2 separate regions of the Mus musculus genome follow, and region 1 is linked to region 2. Evidence: chromatin contacts called from public HiChIP or PLAC-seq data. All regions are on one chromosome and are shown on one strand. The core of a region is the stretch at or near the end of the contact, and the rest is flanking DNA. Distances in the headings are between cores, read along the strand shown.

Region 1 (2,758 bases), core at 91-2,590, 130 kb before region 2:
GACTAAAGTCTTCTACATTCTAGTTAAGTGTGATGGTTTGGATGAAAATGGCCCTAATAGGCTCATCTATTTGAATGCTCAGTCACCAGTGAGTTGGAATATCTGAGAAAGAGTAGAAAGATTAGGAGGTGTAGCCTTATTGGAGGAGGTGTGTTGCTGGGCATTAGGCTTTGAGTTTCAAAAGTCCATGCCAGGCCAGTGTTGATGTTTCTGCCTGCTGCTTGACAATCGAATTCTCAGCCAGTTCTCTAGTACCATGTCTGCCCAATGTGCTGTTTCATTCCCTGCTGTGATAATAATGAACTTAACCCTCTGAAACTGTAACCAAGCCTACAATTAAGCAATTAGATGCTTTAATTTATAAGAACTGCCTTGGCCATTCATGGTACATCCTTACAACAGCAGAACAGTAGCTAAGGCATTACATATAACCCATGTTATAACTCTACGACTTCTCAGAGCTGTTAACCTTTGCTACAAGTTCAAGACAATGTCACATCTTTGATGGACTGAGGTTGTACTCAGGTGGCCACAAATTCAGATTCAAACTTTCTTTACACTTAGTGGGCTATTACAGCATAGTTTGATGTCAACGTAAAACAAGCTAGAGTTACTTAGGAAGATGGGTGCAACTGAGACAATGCTTCCATTAAGATTAGCCTGTAGGCAAGTCTGTATGGTATTTTCTGGATTGATGATTCAAGCCCCAAAACATGCATTAAAAAATAAATAAATAAAAATAATAATAATAAAAAAAAAAAAACAGTGCAGCACATTTGTAACCTTAGGACCAGTAAGACAGAGAGGTGGTTCCTTGGGGTTTGTTGGTCATCCAGTCTAGCCTTGATTGGTTCTATTCCAGTACAATACTCTGCCTCATAAAACAAGGTGGGAGCAACAGAGGTGGCTTGTGGGTAAGAGTGCTTGCTCTAAAAGTATAAAGATCTGAGATTTATATACATGGGGACACAGAGGGAGGGGAGGGGGAGGAGGGGGGGGAGACTGGCTGACTATGAATTAAAAGAAAAAGTCCACTGTGGTCTATAAATGACATCATTTTCCCTTTTCAAAAACCTGAACCATAAGGCTTTGTACTGGCCAATTTTATGTTTACGTGATACAAACTAGAGTCACTGAGAGTAGGAAGCCTCAACTGAGAAAATGCTTCAATAAGACAGGGCTACAGGTATATAGGCAAAACCTGTAGAGTATTTTCCGGACCCATGATTGATGTTGGAGGGCCCACCATATTGTGGGTGGGGCCACCCCTGGGCAAGTGTTCTGAGTTCTATGGGAAAGCAGGCTGAGTAAGCCAAGAGGAACAAGCCAGTACATAGCACCTCCATGGTCTCTGTATCAGCTTTTGCCTCCAGTTTCCTGCCCTGCTTCACTTCCTGTTCTGACGTCTTTATGGAAGTATAGGCAAAAATAAATAAATAAATAAATAAAATAAAATAAAACCCAAAAACCAGCAAAAAAACCCCCAAAACCCCCTTTCTCCTCGTTTTGCCTTGGGTTATGGTGTTTCTCATAGCAATAATAACATAAGCCAGGTTTCTGTGCAGATGGTGACATGTGTACAACTCTGACCTCACTCTGGGGCTACACATGTGCATCTAAGCCCTTTACTCACATTTGTTTCCAGAACAAAAGCACATACCACTTGCCTCACTAACTGTGCAGCTCACTTTCATCTGTCAGGAGCCTTCTCACTGGAACACTTGTGAAGAACGGCCCACAGCTGACATATCTATCCCTATAGTGGCTGTTCCTGCCTACCATAAATACCTGAGGCTCTGTAAGCTTCCTGTGGTCAGTATGATCTCCATTTACCTCTATACAGCGTTTCCTAGAGATCTGCGCTTTATGAAAACCCATACTTCACAAATAAAAACAAGAACATATATATTTATAGAACTGGGGGCCAGAAAGATGGCTCAGTGATTAAGAACATTTGTTCATTTGGGTCAGAGGACCCTCATTTGGTTCCCAGCATCTACATATCACAGACAACCACAAAACAAAACAAAAAACTGGAGAGAACAGACTGTGGCAAGCATCTTTTGTCTTCTACTTTGTTTTTAATTCCCCTCAAGCTTAGGGTTACAGTGGTGGTCTTTGATAAGACTTCTGCATAGTAGAAGAAGCAACATTCTCTTATTATAAACATAATATTCTGGTTATAAACCATTCCCAAAGCCCGGTATGGTGTTGCAGATCTCTAATACTAGCAAATCTAGAAGCCAAGGCAAGATGACTGATGCCTGAGGCCAGCCTACACTAAATATAGTAAGACTATATCTCGGACAGGCAGAAACAACAAAAAATTATAAATCAGTCCTATAACTTCAATCTTTCCTTTTGGTAAACTGGGGGTGTTATTTGTAAGAGACAGATCAGATGTTCTCTAGGCTGGCCCGCAACTCCTGGGTTTAAGCAAAATTCCTGCCTCAATCTCTTGAGAACGAGGTAGGACAGTGACATCCTTTTATATCCAGAACCATTCTCTTTAGTTAGGAGAAATGTCTGAAGCTAGTTGAAGCTTTTTTTTTTTTCTGTTTCTGCTACACATCCCAGACAGAAAGAGAAGACCCCTCCGACCCCCAAATGGCTGTGTTTATCTAACCCAGTGAATCCATGCTACAGGGAAAACCCAGTCCAGGAAAACTCACCAGGCTCTTGACAACCTTCAGCAGCTCTTCCATGACTACTGCAATGCCCTGGTAGCCAAGTAGCCGGCAGATGACTTGGAAGTGCG
Region 2 (2,792 bases), core at 288-2,787:
TAAGGATAGCCTTCAACTCACAGCAATCCTCCTGCCTGAGCCACCCAAGTGGGTATACTTTTTAGTGCAAAATTCTGATGTAATTATAGGCATACATCATTGTGACTGGATTTTCTTTGTCTTTTTAATGTAAGAGAGAAGCCCAGTGAAATCTTAACATTTGTCCTCTGAATAATTCTGCTAAATGTACAAAATGAAATACAAAGAAAAGCAAACATATTCATGTACAATTATCAAATATTTAGAAAGCTTTGAAAGGGTCTGGAGAGATGCCTCGGGGGTTAAGAGCCCACGCCATTGCTCAGGGTCCCCAGGTTCTATTCACAGCACCCACAGGCTGTTTATAATCCCAGTTCCAGGGGATCAGCTGCCTTGGGCACCAGGCACACACATGCACACGTGTACACAGAGTCAAATCATACACATAACATCATCAACAACAAAACCTAAAATTTAGCAGTGGGACCAAAGGCTGTCATTAATGTAACAACGAACAACATGTGGAAATAAAGCAACTGTAACACAAGGTGACTGCCACATGTTTTCTACGGGTGACACTGGTGACAGAGTGTTATAGGTATGCTTTTAGTACTTCTGTTATACTATGCAGCATCTATGTCTCTTCCCAACTCTAAAATGACTATCCCCTCCCTCCTATCTGCCACTAGAAAAAATACTTGTGGTACATCTGCTTTTCGAGTTACCTGACTTCTTTGAATCCTTGTTCTTTCTATAGGTTATAACTAGAAATTGCACTTGTGGTTTTGGATCGTTGGCTTGCTTCCCATCAACCTGAGAGGTCTGTAGTCTCACGAACTAGGCAGACACTCACGTCCTGCGCTTAGAATCAGGATCACAGTCTGACAAACTGTTCACTGTTTAGGGTGACTTCTACTAGACATGCTATGTGTTGCTCAATAGTAGAACTTGAATTTGTTTTATGCAATGCAAAGGGAGGACACAGAAGCGGGGAAACTTGTAAGTGGTCCGAGCAAGAGAAGAGGGGGGTTGGTGAGACAAACAAAAAACAAAACAAAACAAAAAACCCCCAAAAAACCTAACAGGATGTGATCAGAATTTGGCGCTAAAAATTCACTTTCCCAGCCATCAAATGACTTTTGATGTGCACCGTACTGCGTGCGGGTGAGCAGAGTCAACAGCTCTCTAGGAATGTGCCGCTGCAACTGCGGGTTTCTCGCAAGGGCACCTAAGGGGAAACCAAGGCACAGCAGCTGCAGCAGACGCAGGGGTGCCGGAGGCCGCACTCCCGACCCGGACCCGCCCGCCCGCGCGACTTCAGCTCGTAGCCGCGATCCCACACCTGAAGTTGGACCAGACGAAGTCCAGGGCCAGCTGGAAGTTGGGGTCCGCCTCGTCCTGCAGCCCCGTAACCTGCCGGACGAGCTCGCACACATCATGCTCCAGCTGTCTGTCCATCCGGCTCCCGGACGACTTAGGCCGGGCCATTGCCGCGGCGTACCTATCAGGATCTCTGCTAAGTGGCGACTGTTCTCGCGAGAGTTCCGCCCGTCCCGGCACCGGGGTTTCGAGATGTGGAGGATGTTTCCGCGAGAGTTCCGGCAGCCCCGGAGCTGTGCCTGGGAAAGGTGCTGATGGGAGTGGATGCTGGTTGCTGGATGCGGTGCGTCCGTGGGTGGGGAAGAGATGTGCTCTTTCTGCTTGCACACCGGGAAATCCGAGAGTCTTCAGACAGCTAACCATTATTTATTATTAATCATTGTTAATAAGGGACTCTGGATACTCCTGATTAACGATTTAAATTCTGATGCATTTTGAGCCAACCAGTTTTTTGGTTCCAGGGTATAGTTTCCGACATTTTTGAACATCGTGACTTATTTGTTCATGCTCCGGCCTTCACTTTCTCCTCCAGACGACCTAAACTGGGCTCTCAGAGCTCCCCAACTAAACACATGCTTCTGATTAGACCAGGAACATATGGTTAAAGCAGCGATAGTGCCCATTTATGTATTACAATGGCTCTGAACCTTCCAAATGCTGTGACCCTTTAATATAGTTCCTCTCGCTGGGATGACCCATAACCATTAAATTATTTCGTTGCTACTTCATAGTTATACTTTTGCTAGTTTACGAATTGTAATGTAACTATCTGATGTGTGATCCCTACTGCGGGTCACTGCCCACATGCTGAAACTGCTGGTTTATTAGTAAGGTGGAGATGTATGTGAGGGCCAGCTGTCTGTCACCCACTTGATGGCCGGGGATGCTTTTCTGTTACTGTTCTTTGTGCACCCACAGCTTTGGGTTAGGCCGACCTTCCCTATGGAGGACTTGTCCTTGTTACAGTACAGGCAGTTGTGCTTTCTTGTTAGAACCCTCGAACAAGTTCTCAAGAAAGGGAAAGTGGCTCTGAGTTCAAGGCCAGCCTACAGAGTGAGTTCCAGGACAGCCAGGGCTATACAGAGAAACCCTGTCTCGAAAAAAAAAAAAAAAAATCAGAACAAAACAACCAAAACAACAACAGCAACAACAAACCCAAAACAAAACAAAAAAAGCTGGCTTACTTAATAAAGTTGCTGGCTGTCAGGCCTGGCTGCTTGCATCCCATCGTGTGGACTCACATGATAGGAGAGAACCATGTCCCATAAGTAGTCTTATAATTCCCATGTGTGCGTACCTCCACCCCATACAAAAATAAATTTTAAAACGTCATTTTCAAAATATAAAAAGGGGAAAGCACTCTTGAGAGCAGACGTGGGCAAAGTCGTCAGAGCAGCAGCTGGAGCCTTTGAGCCTTTATAAATCGTCCGCAT

The links. HiChIP or PLAC-seq counts read pairs in DNA pulled down with a chosen protein or histone mark.
Region 1: an H3K4me3 HiChIP or PLAC-seq map of bone marrow-derived macrophages shows a contact between it and region 2, with 2.5 times the contacts expected there. The contact joins the enhancer-like site here to the promoter of Tubgcp5 in region 2. A contact is called at or near these places in 2 of 39 promoter capture datasets (pre-B cells and stem cell-derived epiblast-like cells), 11 of 484 Hi-C or Micro-C datasets (the AML12 cell line, CD8 T cells, the G1E-ER4 cell line and 6 more), 3 of 115 datasets of contacts at active chromatin or transcription factors (bone marrow-derived macrophages, microglia and neural progenitor cells) and 4 of 9 other capture datasets (adipose tissue, embryonic stem cells, liver and 1 more).

What each region holds. Positions count from the first base shown.
Region 1 is chr7:55,919,478-55,922,235 of GRCm38.p6, reverse strand. It overlaps Cyfip1 (cytoplasmic FMR1 interacting protein 1), which reads right to left. Exons shown (of 31, transcript NM_011370.3): 24 at 2,673-2,758. Among named protein-coding and RNA genes, the nearest start is that of Nipa2, 42 kb to the left of the region's middle. Within about 2 kb of position 1,340, at least 3 of the 459 cell types and tissues checked have an H3K27ac peak or open chromatin away from gene starts, as enhancers often do. A contact at or near this core is called in bone marrow-derived macrophages, where this site is marked.
Region 2 is chr7:55,792,870-55,795,661 of GRCm38.p6, reverse strand. Tubgcp5 (tubulin, gamma complex associated protein 5) reads right to left here and starts at 1,537. Exons shown (of 23, transcript NM_146190.3): 1 at 1,322-1,537. The coding sequence starts at 1,467.